Linked DNA regions of Mus musculus: regions 1 and 3 are each linked to region 2. A link is a contact called in public promoter capture Hi-C data. All regions are on one chromosome and are shown on one strand. Each heading gives the region's core, a stretch centred on a gene start, on an enhancer-like site or on the middle of the called end of the contact. The rest is flanking DNA. Distances are from core to core; before and after follow the strand shown. Region 1 holds the start of Dennd3 (DENN/MADD domain containing 3). Region 2 holds the start of Gpr20 (G protein-coupled receptor 20). Region 3 holds the start of Mroh5 (maestro heat-like repeat family member 5).

Region 1 (4,576 bases), core at 707-3,206, 190 kb after region 2:
CCCTGTCTCCAAAAAAACAAAACAACAACAACAACAACAACAACAAATTTTAAAACCTTGGACATTCAAAAGAGAATTACTACAAAAAATAAAGTGAATAAAATCTGACTAACTCTAACAGTGATGTTGACATAAAATGAAATTATTCTAAAGTTTTAGTCCATCTCTAACTCTCCTTTCCCCCCTAATCCTGGACTGTTTTTTTTTTCTCCCCTCTCTTTGAAATTCCTAGCAGAGCACACAATGAGGCAAACTAGCCTGAAACTCCCCCCTCTCACCTGGGAGGTGCCACCGACTGCCTAATTCGGGAAAGTACCACTCTGAATCCCCCAGTTGACTAAGCCGGTTCTCAAAAATCATGCCTCACACCCAACAGGCAAGAACCATACTGCAAGACCCAGGGCACAAAGACACGGACAGATGCCCAGAGAGACCACAGTGAAACCAGGCCATTTCCGATTCTAAGAAGAAAAAAAAAAAAAAAAGGCAGTGCTGTTTGGTAAGTTAGAGGCACAAAGACAATGGAGGACACACTGGCATTTATAAGGGACATCAGAGAAGTGACAAATCATTTTCATAGGGACAAGGGCCATTTACTGGTCACATTCACTTAGGGAAGAAACTATCTAGGCTTTTTATTTTAATTTTTTTAGATTTATTTATTATCATATGTAAGTTCACTGTAGCTGTCTTTAGACACACGGAAGAGAGCAACATATCTCATTATGGATGATTGTTAGCCACCATGTGGTTGCTGGGATTTGAACTCAGGACCTTAGAAAGAGCAGTCAGTGCTCTTACCCGGGGAGCCACCTCACCAGCCCAAACTATCTAGGCTTTAACACTCATTCGGCTACTTTTACTGACGGTTAACTTTTCTTGTTTTGTCTCCACTACTCATCACATCGATATGCAACACTCAGATGATCTCTCCAGACACTTAACGGGATACTAGGGAAATCGCTGAGAAAATGGCAGTTCCCAATTATGCCGGGTTCAAAAGAAAAATTGAAGCACCAATGGATTGGGAGAAAACAACCTGGGTTCCAGAATAAAAAAACGAAAGAAAACACAGCGCAGAAATCAGGAGTATGAGATGTTCAGACGCCGCTGCTGTCTTTCCAGAGACAGGGAGCTGAATCTATCTTTGGTTCCTAGGCACAGACGGAGAGAAGGGAGGGACTGCACAGCAAGTGAAGAAAATGGCTATGCAGCAAGCTCGACTAAAAGTGGAATATTCAAAGCTGGTGGTTGACTCTAACACCTGAAACCTCACTATTCGGCACGGAGTACAGAACCCATCACTTAGGCAGTGAAGGGAACCATTTAGTCGCTACTGGGAGAGGATCTTGTCTAGTTGCCCGTGAACTCAGCAGATCCCCGCTGGGCCAGCACCTCGCCCCACATCCTGAGTGTGGAGGAACGCTTCAGTGCACAGAAGCCGGTCTGTACCACCACAAGCACCAAGTCCAAGCCGGCCGGTCCCGGAGGGAGGAAAGGCCAGCCGCCAGTTGCCCTATGAGCTGTGCTCATCCCTCACAGCTGGGACCTGACCCTGAGGCTTTGGCGCCGCAGCGGTGCGTAGCCTCTGAAGCCAGCCACACTCAAACCTGGCTGGCACCTCTCTGTCTCCCCCACCCCAACTCAGTTTCCCCTCTAACCCCTTACCTGCTCCAGGCCGCGGAGGCTGTCTTGAGAGGCGCCCAGCAGCGCGCACAACTCCAGCAGCCCCGAGGGCAGCGACAGGTGTCGCGCCGCGGGCTCCGCCATGACCTTCCCGCCACCCGCCTAGCACACTGCGCTCCGAGCCCTCGATTGTCGGGCCGGGGTGACGCGACTCAGAGGGCGCCGGCGCCCACAACCCAGACCCCAGCGGAGCACCCCTGCCCAAGCCTCCCCGCCTCTCTTGGGCTGGTTGCCAGCCAGCCGCGTCCGCGGAATGGGCGGGGCCTACGAGCAAATAGGAGGGGCGTGGCCTGTGTGTGTGTGTGGGGGGGGGGGGGGTCCGGTGTGGACGGGACCTAGGAGGCGGGGCCTGGATAGCGTGAACGAGCCTGGTCTGTGATTTGGCAGGGGCAGGACTTCTATGGAGGCGTGTCTGGCCGGACCTGCGTGGGTGTGGCCTCTTCGGGGTGGGAAGAAGGGGGTGCGGGCGGACTCTGCCGCCACACAAGCTCAGTCATTTCCTAAGCCCCTCTGCGGGTTTGGCCCCTCCTCCTGTCCCCCGGAATACGGAAGGAATGGGCGGCATCCCCAGGTGACCAGCCACGTCATCCAGCCCCGGAGGCTCTTCTCCAGAGGTCCACGCCCGCCCTCCCCCCCCCCCCAACAAGTAAGGGACAAAGGCCTGGTCTCCTGCCACCTCCAGGAAGCTCTCTTGTGCCAGGACGGGAAGTAGACCCTGTGGGTACCTGGAAGAACCGTCGGGAAGGGAGTGTGAAGATCCACTCCTGATGAGTAGCTTCACGGTTGACTGCAGGCCTCTGCAAGAACCTCGGTTAAATTTAGCATGAAATGGGCAAGGTGGAAGACCAATGAACTTTTCCAGGAATTATATATTATATATTAAAAAACAAAAACACTGAAGGAATGATCACTAGTAGCGTCAAATATTTGTCAAAACATCAGCCTAGAGTGACTAAACAAGTCTTGGGAGCAAAACCTGGGTAGGCTGGCTGGGGTAGGGGTGGGGAGCAGGACTCAGAAGCAGCCTAGCCAGCCTGTAGGCTGCCTGACCTCTGCAGCCCTCATCCCTTGTCCAGGAACCCAAAGGACGTGTTAATGTCACTGATATTAAAGTTTTATACCTGCTTATCTGACTCTTGCATTAGCTCATCTGAGATGGCCTCAGCTAGGCACAGACCTGAGCGGAGCAAGCCTCATAGGGATCCATCACAGACCGTGGGCCACTCTGTAAGCAATCAGAATCTTAATCAAAATCTACTGTGTCAACTATGTGTGTATATGGGCAGACCTAGCATCTATTGGCCTCTACTTCCTGTTTGTGGAATGTCCTGTGGAATGGAGGCCAGGACATTCAGTTGGCAGGGACCCTGTAAGGCTCAGGGTAGAGCAGATCTTATATCTGCTCTGTTCCTGACTGAGGTGGAAAGTCCACAGCCAGGCTCCAGAGTTCATCTTCTGTAAGCCTCCCTGTGCCAGAAAGTCCAGCCACATAATCTCCCAGGCTTCCTGGTTCTGTGCTTTTTAAATTAAATCCCCATAGGACTAGTGGTTTGCTTCTGTAATTGTAACAATTTGAAAGTGGGCAGAGGATCATAAAGGAATTTCAGGCCAGTACAGGCTACACAGCAGAAATAGATAAATAAAAGTCCCCATGACCCATGCTGCAGGTACTTTCCAAGTAAGTACCCACAAGAAACCTACCATGGGCCTAGGGTTTGTGGTCAAGCATGTACTTGCTTAGCATGTACCAGAGCCACAAGAGTCCTCTTCTGTTCCCAGGTACCTCAGAACATGCAGATTATGGAACTATACTGTGCACAAACAGATCTGGAAATGGCCTAGAAGTGGCATTAAGAAACTCCAATCACAGCTAGGTGGCAACGGTGCACACACCCTGTACTGGCTGGTTTTGTGTCAACTTGACACAGGCTGGAGTTATCACAGAGAAAGGAGCTTCAGTTGAGGAAATGCCTCCATGAGATCCAGCTGTAAGGCGTTTTCTCAATTAGTGATCAAGGGGGAAAGGCCCCTTGTGGGTGGGACCATCTCTGGGCTGGTAGTGTTGGGTTCTATAAGAAAGCAGGCTGAGCAAGCCAGGGGAAGCAAGCCAGTAAAGAACATCCCTCCATGGCTTCTGCATCAGCTCCTGCTTCCTGACCTGCTTGAGTTCCAGTCCTGACTTCCTTGGTGATAAGCAGCAGTATGGAAGTGTAAGCCGAATAAACCCTTTCCTCCCCAACTTGCTTCTTGGTCATGATGTTTGTGCAGGAATAGAAACTCTGACTAAGACACACCCTTAATCCAGCATTTGGGAGGCAGAGGCAGAGGCAGGTGAATCTCTGACTTTGAGGCCAGCCTGGTTCACAGATCAAGTTCCAGAATACTCAAAGCTACACAGAGAAACCCTGTCTCAGAAACAAAACAAAACAACAACCCTCCAATCACAACCAGACATGATAGCACACACTTTAACCCAGTATTTGGGAGGCAAAGGCAGGCAGATCTTTGAGTTTGAGGTCATTTTGGTCTAAATACTGAGTTCCAGGCTAGCCAATGCTGCCTAGTAAGAGCTTACCTCAAAAAAGAGAAAGAAGTTAGCCAATTATTCAAACAAAAACTTATGTGTCAAAAGATACTAGCAAGAGAGTACAAAAGACACTCAGACTGAGAGAAACACTGTAGTCTTTCTGAAGCAGCACAGGGTAGCTGTTGACCTAAGAGCCCTGCAGCCCAGGCCAGCAGAAAAGCCGGAATCCCAGCACAATTACCTGCTTAAAACCTCTCTCCTTTCCCAGCTGCAAACCTGAAACTTTCTAAGAATCTCACCAGAAACTGAGTTGACAGGAATGGAGTCCCACCGAGTGGCCGTGCAACCCTTGGTGGTCTTTGT
Region 2 (4,838 bases), core at 1,133-3,632:
TACAGGGACCCACTGTGCAGTTCCATGCAGACTCAGCTGTCATAATCCCAGGGGACCACCAGAGGCCAGACAGGTCTGAAATAGAAAGCCATCCAGGCTCTGCAGGGGGTTTGGCCAACTCTTGACCCTGGTCCAGTTCTACCAAGAGAACTGAAGCCCAGCCAACTCAGAGTAGTGCATGGTCCCCAGGACCAATGTGCCGGAAGAGACAGAAGCCCACACTTTGCCCAGTACTAGGGCTGGAGCTGCTCCTGAAGCCTGCATGGAGAAAGCAGGCCAGGCTTTGGTTCCAAGTGTGACTGGCAGCTTGACAGAAGGGACAGCTCCAGGTCTGGCTCCCCTCTTTCTAACGACATACCCTTGAACAGGTGACATTACCTCTCTGATTTGTCCTCCCTGGGAGTGGAACCCAGCAGCTCTTTAGAAGGCTTGATGGTTGAGTGAGACCTAGCACCTAGCCCATGTGTGACAGATACCACTGTGGGTGCACCATTCAGCATTTGTCTGTCTGTTTGTTTTGCAAGACATGGTTTCTCTGTGTAGCCGTGGCTATCCTGAAACTCACTCTGTAGACCAGGCTGGCCTTGAACCCAAAGATCTACCTGCCTCTGCCTCCTGAGTGCTGGGATTAATGGGGTGTGCCGCCACCACCTAGCTGCATTCTGCACTTCTTACTGAATGATGAACCCCCAGACTATGTTTCTAGATGGCAAGGCACGACCTGGCAGTTGAACAGACCCTCTCAACTTCACATGCACCACACACAAATGATGCATACGCACACACACCACATGCACGCCACTCTTCTCCTCTTCTTGCAAAGGTCGTGTTGCACCACGATACCCAGCAATGCCCTAGGGTTCCATCACACATCAGCCATCTCCGTTCTCCAGCCTCCCCTTGCACCCACCCATGCACCTGGCCTGTCACTTATGACCTGTGCACCTTGTCACCCCTCGGACATAGTCCAGCAAGCACAGCAGCAGCCAAGAGCCCCACTGAGGCTGTAGACTTATGCCTCAGGACTGCCCTGGCCCCTGAGCCTCAGCGCCACCCTTCTCCTCAGGTCTGTATACCCTGCCAAGTGATAGGACAGGACCCACCCAGGTGCTTCCTGGAGGTGGAAGGGCATGAAGGAGTAAAAGCCAGCACAGCCCTTCCTGTGTTGTTCCAACGTGGAGTCAGGGCAGGGATAGGAACTATGCATCCAGGCTATAGGCACCGCGTATCCCAGGCATTGAAAGTCTCAGCTACTGGCTGAGTGTAGAAGGAACGGGTGGGCACTGATCCCTAGGCAAGGACCATGGCTTTCTGGACCCACCTCTGGGCAGCGTGTGAAACGTGAGCTCCTCCAAGCTCCAGCCCTTTACTTGCCTGCCAGTGACTTTGAAGCCCTACCTAGCCCTCAGCCCCGCAGCCTAACAGAAGCCTAAAACCTTCCCTCCAGGACCAGAAGTCGCTGCTGACCTAGGGGAGGTGGTCTGGCAAGCCATGGGCTCCTGCCTAGGGTTCAGTTTGCCCCAGTGGGAAAGATACAACAAGATTCTATGAATATTATGATGGGTGGAGACCAAGGCTGGGAGATTACACCCCTCTTCTAGAACCTTCTGTTCCCTTAGGATCAAAGCCACCACTGGAGCCTCTAAGGGCTGCTAAGACTCTGTGTGCAAGTGACCACTCCCTCCCAGCTTCATAGCTCTGCAGACTACGCAGCTGACCCTACCAAGATGGCTTCCCCTTCCTCTACCCATCCAGGCAGCCCCGTCCTGTGGCACCTCCCTCTATCCACTCCGGAACCCTGCCCTCACTTCTCATCTGGGCTGGCTGGATCTGTCACTAGGCACCCACTTCTTCCTCTACTGTTTCTCACACCCAGTGTGAGCTCTGAGGGCCCGGGGGGTCTCCTGCACACAGCCCTCCCTGGTCATCGATGTCAGAATGGCTGTTGAGTGGATGCTCGAGAAAGCACTGTGGTATGACTGAAGTGGATGACAGACATGAAGAGCAGAGGGCTAGAGGGAACTCCTGGCAGAGCAAACAGCCCTGCACAGCCTCAGCCCCAGAGACATTCAGCCCTTGCTGACCAGAGACCATCCTCTGCCAGCTGTCTGTGGTTACACCTGCCTGGATGTCCTAAGCCCCTGGCTGCTGCGACTGGACGGGACCCACCCAGCAGATCTTTCTTCTCAGAAACTGGCCGAGCTGTTCTAAGACAACCCATAGCCTTGGGCCAGAAGCCAACCCTGCCCCCCTCCACTCTTCCTGGTCCGAACAGCTGTGGCTCACCCCTCTGTCTAGGGAAGGTGTGGTATCTCCGACCCCACCACCACCCCTCTCCCGCCCCCAGGCTCCCTCCACCCCAACCCCGCCCCCCTTCCTCTAGGCAGCCAGGCCAGCAGGGGTTGGGAGGGAGACCGCTCCGCCCCCACCCCTCCCACCCCTCTGCCTGTGTCCAAAAGCAGCTGGCTGGCCTGACGTCAGGCCCTGGGAAGGCACTGTCTGTGGGTCCACAGACCTAGAGCTTCAGGGGACAGGCTCATCCCAGAGGAAGGTGCGGCAAGAGCGGGTGAGTTCCCCAGGCACTGCTGCCTCCTGCACCCCTGTGCACAGAGCGGGCTATTCGTATTGCCCAGTTGGGTGACTTAGGAAGAAGAGAGGGGGTGAGAAACAGGACCAAGAAGCAAGCCCAGTTCACAGCCCTCTGCCACAGAGACAGTCGCAGAGATGTAAAGAGTTTGGAGGGGAGAGGGGCAGAAGTGGCACCCTCCCTGCCCCGTGGGGTTGCTCTCTATTCTCCCAGTGACCCTCACCCACCTTGCCCACTCTGGATTTCATTCATGAAACCGATCACACACTTGCGCATCCGCTGCTGAGTCCAAAGCCAAGGGCTCAGTTTCCTCTCCTGTCCAGGAAGGCACTTGGGATGGTCCCACAGACCAGGCAAACAGCATTTGATGAGCTCTGGGTCCCTAACCACTAGCACCAGGAGGGGACAAGGCTTGGAAAAGCATCCACTTTCTCTACAAGGAACCACATCTGCCCACCCCTGGCTCAAGGTCTCTGCCCTAGTCCAGGTCCTTCCTCTACCTCTTTGGGAGTGGGGAAACTGAGGCCCATTGCTGGATTTTCTGCTCAGCCCGCAACAGGACCCCCAAGCTGATGCTTCCGGACTGAGCTTCCCTGGTGTAGCTGCCCTGTGAGAAGGCTGTAGAGCAGGGTCCCGAGGGGGCTGGCTGGCTGGGAACTGGCTGGTGGCCAGAGTGGCTGGCGGGGGCAGGCTGTGGAGCAGCTGGGTAGCCTCAGGCAGGACGGAGACAGAGGCTGGTGGAGGGAAAGCATAGCCCGCAGAGGTTACCTGCCTTTGCCTGCCTCTGTGTGCTGCCCCAGAGCAACAGGCTGCCAGGGGGTTGCCTGGCTGTGTGTCTGCTGAGTAGGTCTTTCTGCAAGCACGGTGGGAACAAAGGGAGCTGTGCTTCCTCCTGGGATTCTTCAGGGGATTTCTTCAAACCTGTACAAGATAGTGTGAGATGGGGTTGGCTATGGGGTCTTTCCTGTTTGTTGCTTGTTTTGTGGTAAGGCCTCAATCTACATCCCAGGCTGCCCTGAAACTCTATTAGCTTGATGTCTTCATAGCTTAGGTTGCAGTGTTCTTCCTGAGTCAGCTTTCAAGGGCTGGCTTTAGAGAGTGTGTGCATCAGACCCATTTCCAGTGGGTTTGGGGGGTAGGGGTTGTTTTGTGTTCCTTGGTTTGGTTGGTTGGTTGGTTGGTTGGTTGGTTGGTTGATTGGTTGGTTATAGTTCTTGAGACAGGATCTCCTGTAGCCCAGGCTCACTGTGTTACTCAGACCTCAAACTCACAGTAATCCCCCTGCTTCTACCTCCCAAATTCGGATATTGCACTCTCACTAGCTCCAGTCCAGCCAGATACCACGCAAATAAAAACAGGGAGGCAAATGAACAAGACACTGCCACACAGAACGGAACACAAACTAGGGAAGGTGATTGTCCCAGCCACGCCCTCGAAGGAGGTGAAGCAGGTCCAAAGATGTCTGAGTAAGATTCCTTCCATAGGTCTAGTCAAAACCAAGGCAACAGTGTACCTAGGTTGCCCCAGCTCTCCACTGCATATTGGACCACACAGTGACTACCCTGGGGCTTTGAATGTGTCTGTCCAGCCTTCCCCTCCACTACTCTCTTAGATGGGTCTCCTGGCCCTGCTTCCACTCCAGATGTGAGCTGTATGAGGAGGGACCAACTCAGCCTAAATCCCTTAAGACCCCAGTGCTGGGGTTTGAGTCGGATCTAATGCCTGCAGAACCCCCTGCTCTATGTGCATTCTGGGGGGCGGGGGGCAGACTATAGGTGGCTGAGTCAGTCCTCCTCTGCATAGGGTGGGCAACAGGCCTGGCCTGATGTGCATTCAGCTTCCACAGAGCTAATAGCTGGGAATTAGACAGCACAGAAATCAAACCTATTACTTCTGTCCCTATTGTGTGACACAAAGCATCAGAGTGAGCCTCTCTAGGCCCCATTGGCCTCGTAACCAAAATGGGGTCAGCAGAACCTACTTGGGGTTCCCTTGGGAGGGAGAGGGGTTAGTGAGATCTTTGGAGGTATTCTCATAGGGACCAAAGAATCATGGGATTATAGCTTTTTCCTCAGGGAAGGTATCCAAGGTACCGGGAACTTAAGGGGGTTCAGGGAGTATTGTGTGGGATACTGACTGTGAGTACTAAGCACTTATGACAGGAGACTTAAGCACAGGGAACAGAGTGTGCAGACTCTACCAGGTAACCCAGGCACAAAGAACAGCATGCCCCAGATGGAGAACAGCGGAT
Region 3 (4,357 bases), core at 842-3,341, 130 kb before region 2:
GCCTTGCCTCCTTCCCCCTTCTTTGCTCAGCAGGCTTCCTTGATACCCTGCCTGTGTTTGGAGGATAACCTCCGCATCTAAGGTCTGCTTGCTTTTAAGGAGCCTAAACAGCTAATATACCATATGGACAGACAAACACCAGTACACAGTCAAGACAGATGCTGCCTCACTAGGAATCAAATGAAAGACAGTGTTACGAGGACACCATTGGACACCTCGGTACAGTTGAAGTGACACCCAAGATGAGAAGGAGCCTAAAGCGGAAGTTGGAGTTCAGGCCAGTACAGTGGAGGATAGGGAGGAAGAGATCCCCTCCTCTGTAGCCTAAGCTGCCTTTGTTGTTGTACTGTGTCTCCTGCTCCTGCTCCTGCTCCTGCTCCTGCTCCTGCTCCTGCTCCTGCTCCTGCTCCTGCTCCTGCTCCTGCTCCTGCTCCTGCTCCTGCTCCTGCTGCTGCTCCTGCTGCTGCTCCTGCTGCTGCTCCTGCTGCTGCTCCTGCTGCTGCTCCTGCTGCTCCTGCTGCTCCTGCTCCTCCTGCTCCTCCTGCTCCTCCTGCTCCTGCTCCTCCTCCTGCTCCTCCTCCTGCTCCTCCTCCTGCTCCTCCTCCTGCTCCTCCTGCTCCTGCTCCTGCTGCTGCTCCTGCTGCTGCTCCTGCTCCTGCTCCTGCTCCTGCTCCTGCTCTGCTCCTGCTGCTCCTCCTGCTCCTGCTCCTCCTGCTCCTCCTGCTCCTGCTCCTGCTCCTCCTCTTCCTCCTGCTCCTGCTCCTGCTCCTCCTGCTCCTCCTCCTGCTCCTCCTCCTGCTCCTGCTCCTCCTCCTGCTCCTCCTCCTGCTCCTGCTCCTCCTGCTCCTCCTGCTGCTCCTGCTCCTCCTGCTCCTCCTTCTTCTCTTCCTGCTCCTCCTGCTCCTCCTCCTCCTCTCCCTCCTCCTCCTGCTCCTTCTCCTCTTCCCCCTCTTTCTTCCCTCTCCTGTCCCTGCTTCTCCACCACATCCCCTAAAGTGAACATTCCATCTAAGTTGTTCTGCCAAGACTTGGAATTTTTTTTTCCTCCCAGCACTGGGAAATTATAAATAACTCCTGTATTAGAAGAAACAAACAAAAACAGAAGCAAAATCTCAAGTCCAGATGCTCTTGTGTGGAAACGGGCCTCCAGCCCACAGGCTCCTCTACACCAGGAACCCAAAGGTCCCCCACCCCCCAAATCAGGATGGAGCCTGGCCCTTTCACTAAAGGCCACTCAGCCTTACTGCTTGATATCACACGATGTAGAGATGTCACCAGGGCTAGGCAGTCCTTCCTTGCTGCCCACACAGACTTCTGCCTAAAATTTTCGACCTAGATAGGGACAAGCTGGAAGCCCAGGTCACATGTGCCATATTCCAGGAAATCCTCTCGGATTTTCAAGGGAGTAGACAGGATCCTTCTGGGAGGGGACAGAGAAGAAGGCAGGCTGGAGACTGTCAGAACTCCTTCCTGACACTGCCTCTCTCATATTTTCCATGCTTACACTCTACCCTTGTGCATCCCTAGCGACTGTCATAGAAACCTGAGACGCGGTGGCCCTTGGAGTGAGACACAAGGACAGCCAGCATCCAGCTACTCCTTGGAGGCCAAGCAGTCCACACCAGATGAGATCGTGTAACTTCCCATCCTAGAGCTGAGCAAGAATGACAACTGGGGGATGAAGTCCTGACCTCCCACCTTCCCCAGGATCATCTCATCCTCACAGCCTGCCGGAGTCACCTTTTCCACCTGACTCTCAGACTCACTAGGCGGTTGAGAAGGTGCAGGCATCGTGTCCCGCGTCCCCTCCCCGGCTTCCCTGGTTCACGGTACAGGGCGAGGCCAGACGCGGGAACGGGAGAAGCAGAGGCTTTATTCACTGTCACGGGGAAGGGCGCGCCAAGCAGGACGGCCAGCTTCGGGAGGGAAGGCGGCGGCGGCGGGCGCCAGCAGCACCAAGCCGGGTGGCCTGCCAGCGCCGGCGTAGCTCAGCGCCAGGCGCTCCAGGCGCCGCTTGCGCTCGGCCGCCTGCGCCGTGGCGTGCAGGGGTCGCAGCAGCGCTGGGGGAGGCGCGCCGGGGCCGCGCAGCAGGAAGTCGAAGCCCGCGCGGTCCCGCGGGTCGTAGAAGAGCGGCCCGGTGGCCGGGTCCGGGCCTGGCGGCCAGGCGAACGGGAAAGGCAGCGTGAAGTCCTCGGTGAGCACGCGGATAGCGAAGTCGTCCTCTTTGCCCAAAGCGCGGTAGGCGCGCCCGATGCCGCGGAAATGCGCCTCCCAAAGCTGCGCGTCGCCGCCGTAGATGTCGGGGAAGCGCGGTGCGGGGGGTGCAGCCGGTCCTGCGGCGGGCGCGACAGTCAGCGGGGGCTGGGGGGGGGACACGCTTGTCCCCGGCGCGGGGAGGCTGGGGTCATGGAAGGAGAGGCCACTGGGCCAGAAGAAACAGGTGGGGACCACTGGGGAGTGAGAAATGAGCCCCTTCTCAACACCTAAGGGGGACCTGCCTCCATCCCTGACCTCTCTCCTACCTCCTGTCACCTCTCCCTGCAAAGGGGAAGTTGTCCACTGTCCTGAGGAACAGCATCAGCAGGCTGTGAAGGCCTGCAAGGTCCCGAGAGTATGAAAAAGTCAGGCTGCTGGGCAGAAAGTTCAAGATGGGGAGGAAGCGAGTTAGCCAGGAGGCTCAGATAGTAGGATTCACCCAGCAGGTGGCGGCAAGCAGCCGTTAGGGCAGGAGGATCAACAAAATCCAAGCTGACTACTGTGAATATGCAGACTGTGGGCCTGGCCTGGGGTCTTCAGCTTGGTTCCCATGAGGAGGAAGCAAGGGTAAGGAGAGTGGAGCTCTCACGGGGAGATACGGGGTGCAGGGACTTGGCATGGCAGCAGATGCTGGTCCCCTGGATGGGGACCAGTCCCAGTTTCAGGCTAGAAAATATGTGGGCTCCCACAATGCAATTGGGGTCAACATTCCATATTTGCTACAGGCAAAGGTCTAAGGATAGGAAAACCATGCTGTAGGGCTGCAATAAACCCCCACAGTGCCGCACCCATGCCGAGGGGCCTCTGTTACTATTCTTACTTAGTGCACTTACTGAGCACCTGCTGTGTGCAATCAGGCTCTGGACTAGGTACTGCCTGTAGCCATGAGCCAGACAGCAAAGCCTGTTCTTCCACCTCCGTAGATAAACAAATGCCTTCTTGAGTCAGAACCTTGAGCAGGATGAGGGGTGTTATGCCAGGAGGAGAGATGAACTGGAGGTGACCCACCTAGCCCAGTGGGGAGAGCCAGACCTGCAGATGGTTTGAGATGCACAGGCAGGACCTGCAAGGGTCACACCCTCAATCTACAGCTCAGAGGACCAGTGAACCCTGCCCCAATCCCTGCAGCCTATCCTGTCTCCCTGGCTGCCTTCGAAGTCTCTGTCTTACTCCTCAGTACCAGGATCGGGTGAAGCCACAGAAGGGGCTGTGGGAATTCCTCTGAGGTGCTGGTAGAGACAAGTTTTGGAGGAGAGAGGGCTGCAGTGGGTCGTGGGAGAGGGGACAGTGACAGCCCTGGGCATGGGCAGGATGGTTTTATCAGCCTGCCATTGTTCCAGGTGAGTATAGTTACAGAGGTACAGTACAGAGGGCAGTGGTAGCTGCCTCTGGTCTGGGTGAAGCCGCTGTCGCCAGGACAGCAGTGAGAAGAGCCCTGCTGTCTGAAGATGTCTTAAAGCTAGTTAGTGTGGAGACGTGGAGTGGGAGCGCTGTGGAGGAGGGAAACCTCTGGCCACCACTTGCTAGAGAAGGGCAAAGATGAAAGAGAAGCAACTGAGGTCAGAGGGTGGAGAGTTTGATTTGGGATGGGTTGGGTTGAAGCCTTCAGATAGACCCATGGAGAACATAGCTGGCTGGAGACAGACCTGGGGAAATGGCATTTAGAGCCAAAAGAGTGGATGAAATCACCTGGGGAGGGAGGGGAGGAGGGAGGGGAGAAGGGAGGGAAGAGGGAAAGGGAGGGAAGGGGTGGGATGGAAAGGAAGAGAGGAGGGAGGGAAGAAGGAAGAGAGGAAGGAGAGAGGGGGAGGGAAGGAGGAGAGGAGGGAGGGAAGGAGGAAGGGAGGAGGGAGGGGGAGGAGAAGTCAGGGGAGAGGAGGGGAGGGGAGAGGAGGGAAGGAGAAGAGATCCTGGACCAAGCCTGGGGCCATCTGTCCTTGCCAGGTCAGAGAGAGGAGAAGCCAGTGAGGGGACCAAAGAGAAGACAGTGATGTAGGAGCAGTGTGGGAGATTCTGGAAGCAGATCAGGCTGAGTCACGTGCTGCCCGTGGGTCACATCAAATGAGGCCTGAGAGCTGGCCTCAGACTTAGCGTGGTGAAG

What was found. Capture Hi-C pulls out chosen DNA fragments and counts their contacts.
Region 1: a contact with region 2 is called in a promoter capture Hi-C map of liver. The contact joins the promoter of Dennd3 here to the promoter of Gpr20 in region 2. A contact is called at or near these places in 2 of 484 Hi-C or Micro-C datasets (both in embryonic stem cells), 3 of 115 datasets of contacts at active chromatin or transcription factors (intestinal villus epithelium, microglia and pro-B cells) and 3 of 9 other capture datasets (adipose tissue, liver and pancreatic islet).
Region 3: a promoter capture Hi-C map of pancreatic islet shows a contact between it and region 2. The contact joins the promoter of Mroh5 here to the promoter of Gpr20 in region 2. A contact is called at or near these places in 4 of 39 promoter capture datasets (the HPC-7 cell line, embryonic stem cells, hippocampal neurons and 1 more), 9 of 484 Hi-C or Micro-C datasets (embryonic fibroblasts, embryonic stem cells, stem cell-derived neural stem cells and 1 more) and 3 of 9 other capture datasets (adipose tissue, liver and pancreatic islet).

What each region holds. Positions count from the first base shown.
Region 1 is chr15:73,509,940-73,514,515 of GRCm38.p6, reverse strand. It overlaps Dennd3 (DENN/MADD domain containing 3), which reads right to left and starts at 1,956. Exons shown (of 23, transcript NM_001081066.1): 1 at 1,669-1,956. The coding sequence starts at 1,770.
Region 2 is chr15:73,705,049-73,709,886 of GRCm38.p6, reverse strand. Gpr20 (G protein-coupled receptor 20) reads left to right here and starts at 2,382. Exons shown (of 2, transcript NM_173365.2): 1 at 2,382-2,566.
Region 3 is chr15:73,837,405-73,841,761 of GRCm38.p6, reverse strand. It overlaps Mroh5 (maestro heat-like repeat family member 5), which reads left to right and starts at 2,091. Exons shown (of 11, transcript NM_001368162.1): 1 at 2,091-2,194. Gm6569 (predicted gene 6569) reads right to left here. Exons shown (of 4, transcript NM_001374241.1): 4 at 1,854-2,333. The coding sequence ends at 1,873.